Regions from separate parts of the Hordeum vulgare genome. Here region 2 is linked to region 1. The links are chromatin contacts, called in public Hi-C maps. All regions are on one chromosome and are shown on one strand. The core of a region is the stretch at or near the end of the contact, and the rest is flanking DNA. Distances in the headings are between cores, read along the strand shown. Region 1 holds the start of LOC123403394 (MLO-like protein 13). Region 2 holds the start of LOC123402010.

Region 1 (6,062 bases), core at 1,801-4,300:
AGACGTTCCACTACATCAACCGTGTCCTTTAACGCTTCCACTAAGCGATCTACAAGGATATGTAAATACAATATCTCCTCTCGTAGATGTTCATCTCCTAGATTGATCTTGGTGAGCGTATGATTTTTTTTTGTTTCTCATGCAATGTTTCCAAACACTTTGCGTCGGTCCCATGCGTCTTCGCCAGGAGGACCTCGTCGTCGTGTGTCGACACGCCAACTGGACCCGATGTGGGATCTGATGTTGATACGCCTCGTCCGCCCCACACGTCTGTATCTTTTGTGGTCTCTCCTCTGCCGCCATCAACACATCCCACCATAGAAGATCCGACCCGCCCAGGTGATCCTGCAGCTTCGGGATTGGCATCTACTGTACATCGAGCTGCAGCTTAGCCCGGATCCTTTGAGCTCATGACAAAGCCACCTCGCACGCGTCTTTGTGCATGCACTATTCAACTTGTTAATTATAAAAATAAATATGGTTTAGTTGCTGCATCTGTTTTCTCAGGAGAACCACACACTATCAGTGAGGCCATCACTGATCCAGGATGGAAAAAGGCTATGGGTGATGAGTTTCATGCTCTTAAAAAATCACACTTGGCATCTTGTTCATGTCATGTCAGGCAAAAATGTGATTGATTGCAAGTGGGCCTATTGCATCAAACGACAGTCTGATGGAATCATTGATCGCTATAAAGCCATACTTGTGGCCAAGGGGTTTAAACAGAGGTATGGACTCTATTATGAGGATACTTCTAGTCCTGTTGTTAAAGCTGCCACCATTCATCTCGTTCTGTCCATTGTTGTTTCCAGATATTGGAATTTCCTCTAGCTAGATGTGCATAATGTGTTTTTTCACGGTGTTCTGGAAGAGGAAGTGTATATTAACCAACCTCCTGGGTTTGAGGATAAAAACAAACCATCTCATATCTACAGGCTATGGTTTGAAACAAGCTCCACGGGCATGGTACTCTCGGTTGAGCTCCAAATTGCAAACACTTGGCTTTAGTCCTTCCAAATCTGATACATCCCTCTTCATTTACAATAAGTCACACACAATTATCTTTGTGCTCATTTATGTGGATGAAATCATTGTCACCAACTCCTCCAATGAGACAGTAACAACTATTTTGCATGATTTGCACTCTAATTTTGCTCTCAAGGATCTAGGTGATCTTCACTCCTTTCTTGGTATTGATGTCAAGAGAACCACAAAAGGTGGTCTTCATCTCTCTCAGGAAAAATAGGCAACTGATTTTTTGAGCAAGGTTGGGTGTGACAATCTTGATGCCACATATCTTTCTGCTAATCCTCTTTTCATGCAAGAATGAAATATATGGAAATTGATTACCACTTTGTCCGATAAAGGGTTGCTAACAAGAAGTTGGAGATTCAGTTTGTTCCCTCAAAAGATCAAGTTGTAGACAGATTTACAAAGGCTTTGCCCACAAGATCGTTTGAAGAGTTTAAGCGTAATCTAAATTTGCGAAGTTCGGATTAAGGAAGGGTGTTAAACATGTCATTTTGTCACATTGTACTATGTATAGGGCGCAACCTTGTGTCTCAAGTTAGGTCTGCTATGAGGTTAGATTAGTTAGGAGATATATGTTTTATTCTTCTCCTTCTCTTATCCCTTTGACCCGTATTTTCTCCGGTGGTTAGCTAAGGTGCCTCCAACCCTGTACGCTACAACCTATCAATATATACATGTGGGTCTCCATGTTTCGGAGATTTAGATACTTCCATATTTCATGCATAAAGATCGAGAACCATGTGGGGTGAATAATGAGTAGCCGGTTTGCATTTATCGACACGACAATCACATATGTGAAAGCAAAGATGATAGAATTCTTGATCTGCCTGTCAAAATTTTTGTAGTTAAGGATATGCTCTACAAAAAATTGTTCATAGTGTCGTAGAAAATCTGCTCCACATACAGGTTATGTCCTTTTCACTAGCCGAATATCAAAATGTTAGCTGAAAAGAACCATTTGCATTTAGCATTTCAGTGAAAGTTACAGATCACTTTCTTTGTATATCGGCAATATTCACGTTGCTCGTGTGAGCTCTTTCAAAAGACCAACCGATAAATCTTAAGATTGACGAAGTCTTCATAGACTAATCAACGATAATGTCGTCTCTCACTAAAGAAACATTGCTTGAAAGTCTAATATAAAATTCAAAAAATACGAGCATCGTATTAAATATAGTAAACACAACCGAGTTGGTTTTACCTTAAAGAATCTAACCATTTAAACCATGCTCAGTTCGCTATATCAACAATTTTTTGGTAAGCTCAACAAATAAAATCAATTCAACGATGTAATAATCTGAAAAATCTATCAAATCCAAACCACATGCAACTAATTCAACAGAACATAGTACGCAACACAAAAGTTTAACCACAAATAAATCTGGAGGTTCATTGACATGGAGAACAGAACATAGGTTTTTCACATGGCCGGGGTGAAACCATTCATAAAGAAAATCTTGATACTAAATTAACTGTATGCATCCTTACTTGATGCAGAGGCTAAAAAGTAAAAATCTCCCCTTTTAACAGGCCTACTGATATACTATTTTATAATTTTATATATAATTAATAAAATAATTACGTGCATCATGTAAATGCAGAAACCTTTTGAAAAATAGTTTTTCACATGGCCTGCCGTGCGCGTAGGCAAAGACAACGTCACACGAGCCACAAAATCCCCGGGACGTCGACGGTTCGCTGTCTCCATCTATCTATCACCACCAAGGCGATTCCCCCTCCAAACATTTCGATTTGTTTTTAGGCTATCCAAACATTTTGATATACCTTTTTTTGGTAACAACATTTTGATATACCTGACGGGACACGTGCGCGCATGGTTTTGATTTTTCGCGTTCCCGGCAGGGCCAGCGTCCACGTCGGTACAGCCCACCGCCCCCCCAAACAAACAGAGTCCATTGCACGCCAATCCTTTTTTTTTTTCCTTGGCACCTTCCTCCCGCTCACGCCGTCGAAGCCGTGAAAGGCGCTGGCCGCTCACGAGTTCCACAGGCGGGAACAAAACTCGAAAGGGAAGCGGGGCCTGGCGCCTCGCGGGGGACGACAGCGACTGAGTCGAGAGCGCCCCGAGGGCACGTTCACGTGCGGCGCCCGCTCTCTCTCATGGCGGGGCCTGGGATTCTGGGATCCTCCGGGGCGCTGTCCCCGGCTCCCCGCCGCAGATCCGGCGCGTGGAGGGGGCCGTCGCACCGGTCGCTGCTGCAGTGCCGTGAGCCCGTGATGCCCCACCACCGCCGCGCCTGCATCCTCCTATATCAGCCACATGGTGCGGGTAGCGGCTTCGAATCGGCAAGGCGGGAGAGGAGGAGATGGGGCAGGGAGAGGAGGAGGAGCAGTCGCTGGCGCTCACGCCGACGTGGGTGGTCGCCTCCGTATGCCTCATCATCGTCGCCATCTCCCTCGCCGCCGAGCGCCTGCTCCACCGCCTCGGCAAGGCACGGCACCCCCGACCTGCTCCCTCCCTACCTATCTGTTTCGCATTCCTGTTATGATCTCTACAGTAATATTTAGTCTTCCTGTTCTGCGTATGTCCCCACATTATTTTATGTTGGTTGAAGTTTTCGATGATAGTATATGCTATATGTAATAAGAAACCTATCTCTCTGCAGGTGCTCAAATTCAATGGCCAAGAAGCACTATTCTCAGCCCTGCAGAGAGTCAAAGAAGGTAGGAGCGTTATCCTAGGATTTAGTTAGATTGCTGCACAACTTCTTTTTATATGCTCGATATCACGGCAAGCGTTCACCTCGATTATCTCAAGCACGGTGGCTACTAGAACCCGAAGGTACAGATCTGCTGATGATCTGTACATGTGCTAGTTGTTTCCTGATTAAGACTGCAATAGCTGAGCTGATTGTAATCAATATGGAAAGAAGCATCAGATACCAACCAACAAAAAATTCCTTGACACACAAAGCAGAATGTCTCGTACCAGTTCATTCTTTCCGTATAAAACTGTCTGTTCGCCTTGCCTAATCTGTTCATTGGTTACTTGTGCAGAATTGATGATTCTGGGTTTCATTTCTTTCCTACTAAGCGTCTGTCAAAATCTCATCAATCGCATTTGCATCCCGGAGAGTGCTGCACGGATCATGCTTCCATGCATTGAAGAGTCCAAAGCCAGAGAAGGTGCTGCCAAACTCTGCAAGAGAAAGGTAGGCCATGAACTGTGAAGATTGTGCTGCCGTCAAGTTTAGTGCCGTTCATTTATTACCTAAATATCTGGTTGTGGCTTCAGTGTCTACTATTTTCCTTTGATAGTACCGTTGATGTGATATTTTGAGTAGCAAAACATAATCACGTGTGTTTAATGATAATTGGTAGACATTGCCAGTCCCAAGAATCGTAAAGAATATTTGCCAGATTGGTCATTCTGAAACATCATTCTTGCCCAGGGTGAAGTTCCCATGCTATCTGAAGAGGCTCTGCATCAGCTGCACATCTTTATCTTTGTACTTGGTGTGGTGCATGTTTTGTTCTGTGTTACAACGCTGTTACTCGGTGGAGCTAAGGTATAACTATTATTACTTGGGATGAATACGTGTTTCACGTGATATGATATTGAAGGTAACACATCTAGGGTAAGCACTTGTAGATGAGAACGTGGAATAAATGGGAGACTGAAATTCAACAAGGAAGACTCGACGAGCGTGAAAAGAGGCCAGGCTGGATGAAACCATCTGTTGTAAGATGGATTGTAAGTAATATAACCCTCTTATATTATGCATTTATGCTTCTATTTTGTTATAAAGTCAACTGTAAATCCTTAATTTGTAATACGAATGACAGTGTCATGAGAATTATTTGGGTTTACCCAAGTAAAATGAAGCTGCTTTTCTGAGCGGTTATCAATTTATTTTCCCAAGACAAAAGTGTTATTAAATCATCTTTTACATCTTAACGTAAATGCCATGGCTGCATATGAAATTAAACAGGGGGAGGTATTGTCAGTAAGTTACTAAATATCTATGAAAAAGATATGTTTCTTTCTCTTGTTTGGGAGACCGAATATTCAATGTGTGGTCAAATTGCTATTTGTAAAAAGTGAGAACACTCGAAGATGGTTCATTGTCAGCTAAGGATAACAATGATCTGGAAAGCTATTATGACGTAACGATATTTTGATGGCATGCGCGTGAAGTGCAGTGCAGTGTTACACTTTTTGTTATTTGAGGTCCCTCTGCAACAAGGCAATATCATGACCAAACCAAACACCAATATAGCCTTTACTGCAATGAAGTTACCACAATAAAACATTTTATGGCTGAGTACCATAGCTTCTGCATAGTTATTGCAATATTTGTGTGCTATATGGAGCATTCTTTAAGTTACAATGTTTTTCCAAATTCAAATTGTGAACTCGGTATATCATATGTATGATTATTCCAAAGGTTTTATTCCTATATTGTTTCAGATTGCATTCTTCAAGCAGTTTTATAATTCTGTCGGTAAACCAGATTATCAAGTACTCAGATCAGCTTTTGTTCTGGTAAGATACTAAGATGTACTGTTCAGTGACTTCTGCACAATCACGAGTGTCCTGGTTTTCCTAGTGAACTAATAGGATACTTGCCATTTCCTCCCTCCCAGCGGCACTACCCAAATCGTCCAGACTTTGACTTCCACAAGTACATGGTTCGTGCCCTAGAGCACGACTTCAAAGAAGTAGTTGGAATCAGGTTAGTATTGGGTAAAGTTGCAACTTGGATTGTTTAAATAAAATTTGTTTGGTTCACCTAATGACACTCACATGCATGCAGCTGGTACCTATGGCTTTTCGTTATCGTCTTCCTGCTGCTGAATATAAATGGTAACTCCTATAAACTGAGAAAAGTCCCCTCGTATATTTGTTTGCCCGAAGATATACTGATCCTAGGAGAACAACACGATTTACACTTGTAACCATGTCTGCGATCGTCATTTCCGTTACCACAAGTTATGTTACTTGGTTAGAACAATTTGAATCACAATAACAAGTAGTTTTTGTTGGAATTATTTGAACTAGCATGTTT
Region 2 (6,133 bases), core at 705-3,204, 310 kb before region 1:
GCTTCAGTTAGATGTTTAGCTTTCTGAGCTTTCCTCTTGTAATATTCTTCAAAATATGCCTTCTTTTGTGCAACTAAACCAGGCAGTGTGAGTTTGCTTATCTCCTCCTGACGTCTGTTGTGTCCGAATACTGATCTGTTTTCCCATGACAAAGACTCTTCTGCAAATCTACCAAATGACACTGAGCCATGATCAAGTACCATTTTCTGAACTGAATCGTCCTGGACAGTAGACGCAAAATTAGAGACTCTTTCAATTTATTAGAAGAAAAACAGACAACAATGACTAACTAAATAATATTTATAGAGCATTGTTTAGTTAGCTACAAACTCTATAGATACAACTCATAGGACCTCTTTAATTCATGTGATTTAAAAATGCAGGAATACGAAAAACTCCAGAATAAGATAGGATTCCATGTGCAAAACAGAGGATTGTGAAAAACACATGAATCTGCAAAACTGGGTGTTTGATTCACAGGAATAGGAAAAACACAAGAACCCTACAAAGCATGGTCAAATTAAGGTTAAGACGTATGCAAATGTAAGATAAATTTAATATAATGCTACCTATAGCCTTTGTCTTGTTGTTTGTGCAACAGCCAAAATAAATATAAGTAGCAGACAGTATTCAAATATTTGCGACCACCGGTACAGTATTCAAGAATCGCCTAACCTTTTGCGTCGGCAGTGAATAAAAACAGAATTACCATCATATAGTCTCCTCAAAACGCAACAAGAAACTACAGAAACAAGATTCTGGCAGCACCAACTATGCAATACAATGTTGACATCTCAAATATTTCCCAAAAAGAAACTACAGAAACAAGATTCAGGCAGCACCAACTATGTCATACAATGTTGACATCTCAAATATTTCTCAACAAGACAAGAAACTACAGAAACAAGATTCAGGCAGCATCAACTATGTCATGCAGTGTTGACATCTCAAATATTCCCCAACAGCACTACGATATCAAGGAGCTATTTAACTATGAGATTTAAGTTGATAATTCAAGTTCGCAACCAAAGGTGAAGCAACGAATGAATTCGAACTCGAAGCAGAGGATACTACCTGTGTGCAGAGGTCGTTGTAGGGCGAATCTGAGTGTGACCATCCACTGAACGGCTGCCCAACTTCAGCAGCCATTGTGCCTGCGTGCTTGTTATCAACTAGCCAACCTTGGCAGAAAAAATTCTTATACAGCTCCGATCTACCTGCAGAAATAAATATACCAAAATTCACACTGTCAGGATCTGCCTCCCGGAGAAGTTAATAAAAACAAAACAAAAAGGCATTGTGGTATTTTCGGCCAAAAAAAGGAAAACAAGAATGGTGGCCAAATACTTTTAGAAGTAAACACAAATCCAGCATAGACAACTCTTGGAAAGTTTGGAGGAACAAAATCAAACCCCCCAAACAAAAAACCTGCCCTATCTTCGCTGTCTGGCAGAAGAGGATTCAGCACCGAGCAACGAAAGCCGGAAATTTTGGCTCAGCTGATGTCACGTGGACCCCCCAAGATTTGAGGCCAAGATGGTTTCATGGGTAGAATAATATGGAACAGGGTAACGAAAAACTGGGATTTCTTGGATGAAAACCGGAAACGGGAAGGAACTCCCAAGTCCGCACCTGAAAAACTAGCACCACGGCGGCATGGCACGGACTAGAACGGAAAAAAAAGTCCCCAAATCTAACCGCGGTACGGCGACCGCACCAAGCGAAGCCATCAAGAACCGGAGCGTACCAGAAAAGGGACGTAATGAAATCGGAAACCCGCCGGTACAACAGCCACCCTCCGACGACAGGAGATCGAGAAGCCAGACGCCGAGTCCTCACCTCACCTCGTCGCCGGTCCGTGCTTCTCCGTCTCGGGGAGAGCGGGAGGGGAGGGGAGGGGAGGGGAGGGGTGGGGGATGTTTAGGGCGGCGGCGACGGCGAATCGGAACGAGAGAGCGCTAACGGCTGGAAAGGGGGGGAGTAAATATGGAAGGAGGGAATGGAGTTGAAATCGGGTGGAGTAACGTTCGAATGAGAGGTCGTGGCTTCGGTTCGCTCGCTCGCTCGCACGGACTTCGACGCGAGCAATCGCACGGCGCAGTTTTTTTTTTCGTTTTTTTTTTTAGGTGTAGGCAGGTGCCGACGTGGGTGCGCCTGATCTGGGCCTTGCGAGGATCTGAATAGCCTCATATTGCTTGGACCATTGGTGCTAATTCAGATTCGTCGGCGAAAAAGCGGAGAAATAGGTTCGTCATTCTATTATACAATATCATCAAAAACAAGAGGAACCTCTAAAAAAATCAAGAACAAGAGAAAGAACAAATATCCTGTTTTGCACCGGACCCGTTGCACATTTAAAAATAAGGTGTTGCTACGCGTTTGTCGACTAATCATTTTAAATGCTCCACGCCTCGTGTACTGTCGAATTTGACAAAATGAGCGACCAAGCAACACTTTCTAGTATTGCAACACATGTCATATTACAGGAAATTTCGGCAACATGCGTAATTTTTTTTTTTTTTTGCAATTACAATAGAAATTTCTTTGCAATTTTTAATCTTGTGTAACTGACATTCAGGACAACTCCTTTTGCAACAGAGACATTGCTAACGTAAAGCAAGAAGCAAGCAGCAACACACGTCGTGCGGACAAGACAGCGGATGCTTGCGTGCAATCCGCTGGCTGAAGTCAAAAGTCTTTTTTTAAAATATTATAAAAATTTGAAAAAACATTGGTGCATTGACACAACACCATTTGATGTCGTCACAAAATAACCAAAACACGAAGCATTGCATGAGATACAAAAATAATAAATTTAACATTAATGTATTGTAACTTTTCAAACATTTTTTAATATGCAACCGACAGGCACGAAGCTAGGGGGAGATGGGGCTAGACCCTCCTTAATGAATTGATTTTTCTTCAATGTTAATAGTTATTTCAGCCAAAATTTTCTAAAACATGAAATATTTCCTCCTTCGTGAGCAAACTTGCCCCTTCCATGCATTCATCTTGGCTCTGTCCCTGACAGTTGGAGATCAGCATTGATTACCTTGATATACACTTTTGGTTAAATATTTAAATCGCACCATCTACTATAAGAATTAATCGCGAGAGGCTATTATAGCAAGTATAGCCCTCGGCTCCCCTGAAGAGGCTGCGGGTATATGGCTGCCAATTAACGGATTTTCTCGTTCCGTGGGTTGTTCGTTTCGTTCACTTGTTCTTTGAATTTTTTCCTCGTACAATGGTTGCATTTGTCTGCTTTTTTTTCTTTTTTGTTCTTTTTTTCATTTTTCTTTGGATCCTTTCGTTTTTTCAACGCTTTATTCCATTTTTTTCTTTCTCATAAATTTGTTTTTACTTGTTATTTTACCTTTTTTCTTTGTTACAATTTGGTATCTTTTTATTTATCCATTTTTTGTTGTTTTCTTTGCTTTTTCTTTTTTGTTTCTTCGTTTGTATGTTGATTTTCATCAGTTTTTTTTAACACACTTTAATTCTTTTAGTACGCATTCAACATTTTTTGAATACATACACATTATTTACTATATGATTCGCATTTTCTAGAACTTGTTATTATTTTTTGGTATATATCTAATTCATTTTTTTCTAATACATATGTAATTTTTTTGAATACAAGTTAACATCTTTTGAATACATGGTCAATATTGTTTTCATACACATTTATCAAATACAAGATTTATTTAATACATGCTCAACATTTTTTTCATTTTTCAAATGCTTGATTAATAATTTTTAAATATAAGATTAACATTTTTTAATACATGTCAATATTTTTTCTATACACATTTGATATTTCAGAATGCTAGATTAATATTTTCAAATACAACACTAATTCTTGAAATACATGGCTGATTTTCATACACATTTTGTACATGAGAACCAGTTTTGCTACAATTTTTAATTTTTTTACATAAAGTGTTTTGTAATATATTTATTTAGAATATTTGGAAGTATAAGCAAAATGAAAAAAAGAAGAAGCAAAAATCATGAACAAAAAGAAAAAAATGGAGGTTCTGGTCTTCCGCGCATGGGGCTCGACCCATCTCACGCCTCCCTTCACGGGGTACTTCCCTCAGTCTCGCTAGAAGCAAGGTATAGCAGCGCCCGAAATTAACCAGTGGCACATGTTCCACTTGTTGGGGAACATCGTATGGGAAACAAAAAAATTCCTACGCGCACGAAGACCTATCATGGTGATGTCCATCTACGAGAGGTGATTTCCGATCTACGTACATTTGTAGATCGCACATCAGAAGCCTTAGTGAACGCGGTTGATATAGTGGAACGTCCTCACGTCCCTCGATCCGCCCCGCGAACCGTCCCGCGATCCGTCCCACGATCCGCTCCGATCTAGTGCCGAACGGGTACAGCTCGACGGTGATCTCGGCCTTCTTGATCCAGCAAGAGAGACGGAGAGGTAGATGAGTTCTCCGGCAGCGTGACGGCGCTCCGGAGGTTGGTGGTGATCTAATCTCAGCAGGGCTCCGCCCGAGCTCCGCAGAAACGTGATATAGAGCAAAAACCGTGGAGGTATGTGGTCGGGCTGCCGTGGCAAAAGTTGTCTCAAATCAGCCCTAATACCTCAGTATATATAGGAGGGAGGGAGGGGAGGAGGCAGCCTCAAACCCTCAAGGTTTGGCCGAAATTTGAGGTGGAGGAGTCCTACTCCAATCCTACTTGGAGTGGGATTCCACCTTCCCACTTGGAAACTCTTTCCACCTTCTCTTTTTCCCTTCTCAAACCTCATGGGCCTTAGTGGGAACTTATTCCAGCCCACTAGGGGCTGGTTTATCTCTTCCCATAGCCCATGAGACCCCTTGGGGCGTGACACCCCTCTCGATGGTCCCCGTCACCCCTCCCGGCACTCCCGGTACACTACCGATGAGCCCGAAACTTTTCCGGTAATGCCCGAAAACTTTCCGATAACCAAATGAGGTCATCCTATATATCAATCTTCGTCTCCGGACCATTCCGGAAACCCTCGTGACGTCCGTGATCCCATCCGGGACTCCAAACAACATTCGGTAACCAACCATATAACTCAAATACGCATAAAACATCGTCGAACCTTAAGTGTGCAGACCCGGCGGGTTCGAGAACTATGTAGACATGACCCGAGGGACTCCTCGGTCAATATCCAATAGCGGGACCTGGATGCCCATATTGGATCCTACATATTCCGAAGATCTTTATCGGTTGAACCTCAGTGCCAAGGATTCATATAATCCCGTATGTCATTCCCTTTGTCCTTCGGTATGTTACTTGCCCGAGATTCGATCGTCGGTATCCGCATACCTATTTCAATCTCGTTTACCGGCAAGTCTCTTTACTCGTTTCGTAATACAAGATCCCGCAACTTACACTAAGTCACATTGCTTGCAAGGCTTGTGTGTGATGTTGTATTACCGAGTGGGCCCCGAGATACCTCTCCGTCACACGGAGTGACAAATCCCAGTCTCGATCCATACTAACTCAACGAACACCTTCGGAGATACCTATAGAGCATCTTTATAGTCACCCAGTTACGTTGCGACGTTTGATACACACAAAGCATTCCTCCGATGTCAGTGAGTTATATGATCTCATGGTCATAGGAACAAATACTTGACACGCAGAAAACAGTAGCAACAAAATGACACGATCAACATGCTACGTCTATTAGTTTTGGGTCTAGTCCATCACATGATTCTCCTAATGATGTGATCCCGTTATCAAGTAACAACACTTGCCTATGGCCAGGAAACCTTGACCATCTTTGATCAACGAGCTAGTCAACTAGAGGCTTACTAGGGACAGTGTTTTGTCTATGTATCCACACAAGTATTGTGTTTCCAATCAATACAATTATAGCATGGATAATAAACGATTATCATGAACTAAGAAATATAATAATAACTAATTTATAATTGCCTCTAGGGCATATTTCCAACAGTCTCCCACTTGCATTAGAGTCAATAATCTAGTTCACATCACCATGTGATTCCAACGAATCCAACACCCATATAGTTATGGGGTCTGCTCACGTTTTGCTCGTGAGAGAGGTTTTAGTCAACGGTTCTGAAACTTTCAGATCCGTGTGTTCTTTACAAATCTTTATGTCATCTTA

The links. A called contact is a pair of places that touch in the nucleus more often than the background predicts.
Region 2: a Hi-C map of leaf shows a contact between it and region 1, with 5 times the contacts expected there. The contact joins the promoter of LOC123402010 here to the promoter of LOC123403394 in region 1. A contact is called at or near these places in 3 of 6 Hi-C or Micro-C datasets (leaf and seedling) and 1 of 1 datasets of contacts at active chromatin or transcription factors (embryo).

Annotation. Positions count from the first base shown.
Region 1 is chr6H:147,017,801-147,023,862 of MorexV3_pseudomolecules_assembly, reverse strand. LOC123403394 (MLO-like protein 13) reads left to right here and starts at 3,050. Exons shown (of 13, transcript XM_045097330.1): 1 at 3,050-3,485; 2 at 3,660-3,717; 3 at 4,051-4,205; 4 at 4,446-4,562; 5 at 4,646-4,747; 6 at 5,465-5,539; 7 at 5,641-5,729; 8 at 5,811-5,860. The coding sequence starts at 3,360.
Region 2 is chr6H:147,322,854-147,328,986 of MorexV3_pseudomolecules_assembly, reverse strand. LOC123402010 reads right to left here and starts at 1,954. Exons shown (of 10, transcript XM_045095863.1): 1 at 1,748-1,954; 2 at 1,075-1,217; 3 at 1-221. The coding sequence starts at 1,149.